2 separate regions of the Mus musculus genome follow, and region 2 is linked to region 1. A link is a contact called in public promoter capture Hi-C data. All regions are on one chromosome and are shown on one strand. The core of a region is the stretch at or near the end of the contact, and the rest is flanking DNA. Distances in the headings are between cores, read along the strand shown. Region 1 holds the start of Slc12a6 (solute carrier family 12, member 6). Region 2 holds the start of Aqr (aquarius).

Region 1 (3,986 bases), core at 139-2,638:
TCTGACTACAAAACTCAATATACAATATACAAAATAGTTATCTAAAGCTCAGCAGGGAAATTATGTGGGAATCATGCACGAGAAGTCCCTCTCGAAAGTTCCATTCTTTCAAGAGAGTACCACTTCCTTGAGTGAATTCAGTTACTTTAAATACTCTATAAAAACATAAATTTCAAAAAATAATTTTATGACACCCAACTGAATCTGCAAAAGAATCCAGTAAGACACAAGATGTAACAACCTGCCTTAAACGCTGACTTAGGAGTCAAAGCCCCAAAGCTCTCTAGAAAGCGCATATCCAGCCCATTAAAATTTTAGTTTAGAACTTTTTTTGTGTGTTGTAAAAGATTTAATTTTTTAAAAATAGTCATTTTAATTAGAAATAAGACAGAAATAAGGAAACCAAAATAGACATTTCCTTGCCCTCTTGCCAGCTACTTTCCCACGCCAAAAAGACTACTGCAGTGACCTACTAACTGTCGCTATTATTCCCACACTCGTAAGCATCACAGAAACGTGGGCCTTAATTTATGATTATAAAATTAGGGTAGTTAGCCAACATGGACAACCCAAGGGTTGAAACACCCGGCTCTCTGAGTCTCTACTTACCCTCCGTAACATCCTGGGGATTAGAAGTCCGGTCACTGGAAGGATCTAGGGCAACAGTTGCCAGAGAAGTAGTAGCCCCAGACAGTTCGCTCATAGGCTCACTACGGCTTGTTTCTGGCACACTTTCTCGGGAGCTAAATCTTACTCGAGAACTAGACCGAGAGCTGAGGTCCGGGCTGGTGTCTGACAAACCTGGAATGTCATCAATCTTAGTTGGTGTCACCATGAACCGAACTGAGGACATCTTGGTGGTGGCTTCTGGTGGATGCATTTTCCCCCCCCTTTCCTTTTTGACAAAGAAAAAAGGAAAAGCTCACAAAAACTCTTCCTCCTACACTAGCTACTTCTGATTGCAAAAATAGAAGGGGAAAAAAAACCAAAAACCCTCAATTACCCTGATTTACAGCCCACAAAGGCCCAATTAAGAATCCGTGTATAGAATTCAAGCCAGCTGTTTTATAAAGTGCCCCACCAGTAACTGAAAAATAATTTTCGAGAAAACAAAATAAGAACAAAACGATGCTAATCCTGTATAACTTGGTTCTTTCAGAATCCTAGCTATCTCCCCTGGTCCAGGGCTGAGGGCTCCGTGCCATGATCTCACAGCAGCTGGTGACGCCTCCCTCTGCTCAACCCCCAGGGTCCGGATGAGGTAGTTAGTCCTTTATCTGCCGAGTGTCCCACGGTTCTAGCTGAGGACGGAGCATGCAGGCCCACCCTTATCAGGCGTATAAGAGCGTGGATCAGATTGCGCAAAGGTGTGCACCAGCCACCTGTTGTGTATCAGGTGAATACCCCACAGGTCTGGCTGGGAGGAGGTGTGTGCTGAGCCACCCGATGTTTTTGAGGTCGATAATCCACTTGGGTCTGGTGGGAGAGATGCGCATGCATAACGGGAAAATACCCCCACACTACAGGAAGGAGAAAGAGGAGAGCCACGAGAGGATGCCGAAGCAGAGTGGATTCCTGCCTCCCAGAGGTCTCGTCCTGGCAAAGGAGCTGGAGGCGGCGGCTAGCGGATCAGGGCAGCTCCCACTGCAGGGTCGTGGCAGGTCGTGGCGAGTCCCTCAAGCCCACGACCGCTCGCCGTGTTTGCACTGCGTGTGACAGGACGCGCTTTCCTCCCGGGGCCCGTTAGCCTCTCGCCGGCTTTCCTTGGGTCTCGGCGGAGGGAGAAGACGGCCAGGCAGGCTGGTCCCGGCTACGGAGGAGGTCGCAGGTGCGGGAGCCCGCGCCAGCTGATGCGGGTGCGCGCGCAGCTGTTGTTTACTAGCCGCTAACCGTTCCGGAGCCGCGGCGCGCAGGAGGCCCCCTCCCCGGCAGACGCCCGAGGCCGTTACGTGACCTCGCCGCCCCCCGCCCCGGGCGCGGCGGGCTGTGCCCGCGCCGCCGCAGCCCTCCCCTTTCCGCCCCTCTCGTTCCTCATTCGAGGTTAACCGTCCGGAGAAGTCTGGGGAGCTAGAGGGCGGCGCCGTCCTGCGGCCGGGCAACAGCAGCCCCGCCCGGAGCATGCAGCGCGGGAGACAGAGGGCACCACGCCTGCGCGGACCGGCGACTCTCACGTGGAGCACGACGGGAACTGTAGTCCGCCCTAGGGTCTGAACGCGTGTGGCGAGCTGCTTTTTCCTCACCTGTGCTCCACGTACTCAGTATGCTGCTTAGAGGCACTCAGTGAACACTGACCCGCGAACCGCAAGGGTCATCTCTAAAAGCTCTCTGGAAACCTTAACTCTATGGCACCCAAACCTCCCATTACGGTATCTAGTTACCTTAGATGTGACCTCTGTAAAAATTCAGTTGTCTTTTCTAAGACACCTGTATCTTGTTCATCATTATGGGCTACTTTCCCCTTTCTTGTTCATATCCTTTTGAAACTGCAAGCCAGGCTTAAATTTCCATTAAAGAGAACTTATACAGACATGGAGAAGACATTGGGATATCTGCTCTGCAACATTTCCAGGATTTGACCCACTTTATTAACACTAGAATGTTTATTTAATTCGTCAAGGTGTTTTAATAACTTTCAGTTCAACCATGTTTTACTTGAAAACGCTCTGAAAGTTTGATCAAAATGCAGAAACTCACTGGAGCCTTTCCTGAGACCTTTCCTTTCCTCCTAGTTGCAAATCAGTGGACTTAATAATGGAGCAGGAGGCTAGACCCTCAGTGGTTAACAGCGTTTACTGCTCTGAAGGAAACCCTAATTCCGTTCCCAGTTCTCATGGCCCTGTAACTCCAGGTCTAGGTGATAAGACCCATGCTGGCACTGCACTTAAATACACATAAAAGATTTATAGTTTAAAAAAAAAATGAATCAAAACCATCTTAATTCCAGGGCTTGGAAATTCACTTTGACCAAATGGCAATTTCCAGTCGAGTTTGATAGCTTGGAAATAAAACGAAACCCGTTAAAATGTAAAATTGTATTAGATCTTTGAGTATTTGACATATCCAAAGCCCTTGATTCTATCCTCATCAGTGAGGGTGGGGGCAGGGTTAGAAAACTGGTACACTTATTTATTTTGAGTGTACAAATACATGAGTCCTTCTGATTATAGGTCCCAGGATCTGAACCCAGATCTGCAGGCTTGTGGGTGAAGCACCTTTGCTGCCAAAATACCTCTTTTGCTCTTTAGAGAAAGTGAAACATGAGTTCATGTTGCACAGGATGTCCTCAAACTATATAGCCGAGGATGACTTTCTTTTTTCTTTTGTTTTTTTTCCAGACAGGGTTTCTCTGTATAGCCCTGGCTGTCCTGGAACTCACTCTGTAGACCAGGCTGGCCTCGAACTCAGAAATCCACCTGCCTCTGCCTCCCAAGTGCTGGGACTAAAGGTGTGCGCCACCACTGCCCGGCAGAGGATGACTTTCAACTTCTGACCTGCCTTTACTTCCCAAGTGCTGGAATTATGGGGTCACTAAACCCAGTCTTCTGTAAAGCTATGTGCATGTTAGAAAGTCACTGGACCTACTATGTTATGTACACCCTCAGCTCCCTTTAGTTTTCTGATACAAGGACTAACTACATAGCCTAGGCTGGCTTGGAACTCATAGGGATCCTTCTACCTCATTCTATGACAGAATTAGACATCAGCTACCATGCACAGCCTGGATTTTTAAATATAGCCTATAGCTAGCTAATGGCTGGGCAGTGGTGATGCACACCTTTAGTCCCAGCACTTGGGAGGCAGAGGCAGGCAGATTTCTGAGTTCGAGGTCAGCCTGATCTACAGAGTGAGTTCCAGGGCAGCCAGGGCTATACAAACCCTGTCTCGAAAAACCAAAACCAAAACCAAAACCCAAACCAAACAAAAACCTTACAAATGTACTGTGTCTTGAAAAACCAAAACCCACACCAAACCAAACCAAAAACCTT
Region 2 (4,556 bases), core at 933-3,432, 1.9 Mb before region 1:
TGTTGGGTTTTGTCAAAGGCTTTTCCAGCATCTAATGATAGCTACCTCAGATCTATTTTCTATTCAATGGAACCAGTTTCCCCTTTAAAACTCAGCCTATTTCTGTATTTTTTGATGTGTGGTTTTTTACACCTTTTAACTACTTAGAATAGATTTGTGCTCTTTCTGTTCGCCAAGTGTCTTCACTGTTTGTTTCTTCCATTACATCGGTCCTGCTGGAGCTCACCCTTGGCTCTTTCCACCCTTTGATTTTGTTACTTCCAGCAGAAATCCCCACCTCCATGTTACCTACTCCAACCTCTCTGATACACCACTCAAAAGGTATCATCCCAAAATAATCCCCAACCGCTGTTTCCACACTGTCTTTACAAGGTCTTCCCTGAAGATTTAAGGACTCGGGAACTCAAGTCTCATTCCTAATTCCTAATGTCCTTCCACCATGACCTGCATTCAAGGCCTGATGGGTAGTTATGGTGAAGTATAAAAATAACGATTTCAGCATCTTAAGAGTCATCATCAAAGTCATTTGAAAGCCTGCCCTACTGTTTTATAGATGCCATAGTTGGCAATAACATGTCAGTGGTAGTTATATATTCAGAATGCTTTACATTTAAAATTGTAATCGAGCAAATTTTTATCTATATGTCTACAAACCATAAAAGATGGAGGGACGAAAGCTACAACATGTATATACTTGATGGCCAGACCTACAGCTATTTTCTTTCACAGTCCTCATTTTGGGCAGATGGGTATATATCACAAATTAAGAGAGAGAGAATGGTGTACCAGTCTACTGCCTATATTCCTCTAGAGAGGACTTACTAGAGATAACTGTTCAACCTATGTATGAGTTTGTAAATGGGATGGGTGTGCTAACCCAAGAATTATAAAATAAGTGACCAAATAAGAACCAGGCTAAAGTTTTAAACAGTTATTTCCCTAGTGAGGATAAAAGCATAAAACTCACAAGAAGTTGTGAGTTCAGCATCATGGACCATTGGAGGAACATGAATTACACCTATACTGTGATGTACCACATACGTAGTATGCCTAAAACAACTTTAAAAACTATCCATATTAAAAGTCGGTAAGGGAAAGAAGACAACACAAGTCTCAAATGTTAGCAAGGCACAACTGCTTTGGAAAGACAGACATTTCTTAAAATGGCAAACATACACCATTGAATGTGTTGCTTCAGAGGAAATGTATGTCTACATAATGACTTAGAATCGCCTGTAGAGGACTTTCTTGTAGTAGTCAGCAACTAGAAACAATCTAAACGCATATCAACATATTACTAAATTTATGGATTGTAGTATGTCTGAAAAGTTGGCTATTATTTAGCAATACAACTGAATCAGTGACTGATATGAACAACACAGATGCATCTCAAAATAATTTTGAGTGACCAAAAAAGAACATATTCTAAAATGTATGTAAAATAGTTTCTTTTTAAATTTTATTTTTACTTTTATTTCATGTGAATTGGTGTTTTGCGTGCATGTATGTCTGTGTGAGGGTGTCAGAGCCTCTGGACCTGGAGTTACAAACAATTGAGAGCTGCCATGTGGCTTCTGGGAATTGAACCCAGGTCATCTGGAAGAGCACCTGGTGCTCTTAACCGCTGATCAATCTCTCTTTTATTCCTCTGCAAATTTGCATAAAGTTTATATAAAATTCTGTAGTTAACAGTGACCCAGAGGATCCATGATAGTAGAAGACTGTGTGAGAAAAAGGGGTGATAGGTTGAAGGCAGAAGGACACATAGTAACTTTTAATGGCTTTGGGTAATCTCATTGCCATGATTCTGGTGATACAATAATAGATAGACAACTATTTCAAAGTGTATTAAGTTTTACACTTGGTTTATGTTTATTGTATGGCAATCAGTACTTCCAGGCAGTTTTTGAAGTCACACGGTGCCTCAAATTCTAAGAGTATGGGTTTTGCTTTTTACTATATTTTTCTTTAGCGTTCAAATAAAGTCGACATCCTATTCTTTCAACTCCCACCTTTATTAATCACATTCAACACATCTTTCAGCCCCCTCTCTCCCTATGACCCAATCCTACACGCTGTATGTTATCTTTCTTCCTTCCACTAGGGGGCAATAAAGAGACAGGTAAAGGCAGCCTACTTTCTAGCTCAAGCTTAACTCTTGCCTTGACTTCCGGGCCCACTAGTTCTGCTTCCGGGGAACGCCGGGACTTCTCAGGTTCCGGGAGGAACCGTGGGAGCCCAGCGTGTCTGTGCCGGGCGCTCTGGCACCTCGGGGCTGGGTCGCCGCCGCTGCTTGAAAGCTTTCGAGAGTCGCCGCTACGAGCCTCTGGTCAGCTTCAGTGGCGATCGCTGCGATGGCGGCTCCTGCGCAGCCCAAGAAAATCGTGGCCCCCACGGTGTCCCAGATCAACGCGGAGTTCGTCACTCAGGTGAGCCCCGGCGTGCCCGCTTGTGTAAGGAGGGATGCCGAGGACCTAAAGCCCGGGATTGGGATTGATTTTGATATCTTGTGTACGTGCAAGTTGCTAGTTAAACATTGGAAAAGCTGCAGTGAAAGAGGCCGCTCCTCGTTAGACCACAAAGCGTGCTTCTGAATTGTATTACTCTGACAAGACTCTGTCTACAAGTAGATCGCTCTATGGCAGTTAATTGTCATTATAACCTTTCATTTAGGAGACAACAGAGCCAATTCCGGGCCTGTAGCCTTTCACATCCTTGTTAATTCTTAGGAAATTATTGAGAGTGTAAGTGCGGGAAAATTTAAGCCCTCCCGCGCCTCTTCTGGCTCCGCAGATTTGTCAGGGCAGAAGCCTAGAAACTGTTTCCATTCGCTTAGCCCCAGCATGTCTACACAGTGTTTGTCTGTATTTCTGGACCTCTCTCGCCCAAAGATGCCTTCCCCACTAAGACTTGTTGATCTGTCATATTTCCTCTTGCCCTCCTGCAGCCTGTTCTTCAGATTGCTCCAGAGTGCTCACTGGTGCAAACCTGCTCACATTACTTGTCTTCCTACAGTGTCCCGTAAACAATTCTGATTGTCCCTGGGATAATGACTGGAATCTTTGAAAGTGCTGTGATCTGGCCTATGCTTTTACCCAAAGTGCCCTTCCTTTCTTCTTTCCTCCCTTCCTTTCTCTCTGTACCTGTCTGTCTGTCTCTCCCTCCTTTCCCCCCTAATTTTATGCTTTTATGGCTATAGCTGCGGTTACTTGAATATGCCATGGTAACTAAAAAGTGGATCCTGTTAACTTGGTTTTCTTTATTTTCATCCTTTTATACAATATTAGAGAGGCTATCCCGACTTCTTAACCGCATTAAAGCTAAATGCAGATAAGTACACAGTTTGAGAAAGAACACAAAAACAGTCCAGGCAAGTGCTGATACCTTAAAGTTTGAATGTAAAGAAAGAGCTAGAATGACAGGAACACATGAACCGAGAGGGAAAGTGCGGAGGAGAGATGGTGCCTGTCTTTCATTCCCAGCATGTGAGATGTGAAGACAGTGGGGAATGGAGTTCAAGGCTAGCCTTGTCTGTTTTGAGGCCAGCATAGGGTTCACAAGAAAGTTTTCACATTGTAGAAGGTCTCTTATAAAGTCTGCTGATTGTAAGATATTGAGCTGTAAATGAAAAGAACACACAGGTACCATCTTCTCTGTTTCACTTCAATGAGGATGAATAATCAGTGAAATGTTTATAATACAGAAATAGAAGAATATATTGAAACTGTTTACAACCTGAAAGATGGAAGCGTTAGTTGTCCGTTAGTGTTGCAGAAGCTTCTTGGAAGAAGAACACTTCAGACGTGGTTTCATTTGTCCGTTCATCTTTCTGTCTGTGTGTCTGTCTAGTGATACACCAAGCATTGAAGTCTACCAGACAGTGCAGTTACCTATTAAAAAATGTGCTCCCTAGAGTTTCTGGTTTTTTAAAAAGAGATTTTGTTTTGTTTTTAAAAATCAGTAAGAACTATTTTGTTTTTCAATTTTAATTTTTAATTATGTGTTTGGGGTGGGGTGGTATGTGCTGGTGAGTGCAGTTATCTGTGGAGGACAGAAGAGGCTGTCAGTTCCCTAGAACTGCAGTTGGAGAGAGTTGTAAGTCACTCAGGATAGTACTGAGAATACAATCAGGCCCTCTGGAAGACCAAGTACACTTAACTGCTGAGCCACTTCTTCACCCCCAGTCTATGTTTCTTAACAGTTGTATAGTCCACTTCAAATTCTGGAGAGATTATATATATATGTATTTAAATTTCTAAGCAAAGCTTGACCTGCTAAAATATACAACACCAACTTCTAATAATCAGCCTTTCTACTCCATTTCTTAATGATTTTTGTCTACTTATGTCTGGGTATAGTAGTCATTTAAAGGCTTATTTCTTTACATATCAACATTAATGAATATTTTGAAACTGTTTTTAAATATTTAGTCAACTGATGACTAACTAACCATGGGCAGCTCACTAAATCTCTTGAGCTCTGGATTTCCTTATGACTGGACCAAAAAATGTTTTACTCTGATTATAGACAAGCCAGGGGCTTGGGATGCTTGGGTG

The links. Capture Hi-C pulls out chosen DNA fragments and counts their contacts.
Region 2: a promoter capture Hi-C map of liver shows a contact between it and region 1, with 2.9 times the contacts expected there. The contact joins the promoter of Aqr here to the promoter of Slc12a6 in region 1. A contact is called at or near these places in 5 of 39 promoter capture datasets (the C10 cell line, hippocampal neurons, liver and 1 more) and 2 of 9 other capture datasets (adipose tissue and liver).

The regions. Positions count from the first base shown.
Region 1 is chr2:112,263,716-112,267,701 of GRCm38.p6, reverse strand. Slc12a6 (solute carrier family 12, member 6) reads right to left here and starts at 1,388. Exons shown (of 25, transcript NM_133649.2): 1 at 610-1,388. The coding sequence starts at 880.
Region 2 is chr2:114,172,965-114,177,520 of GRCm38.p6, reverse strand. It overlaps Aqr (aquarius), which reads left to right and starts at 2,182. Exons shown (of 35, transcript NM_009702.3): 1 at 2,182-2,429. The coding sequence starts at 2,355.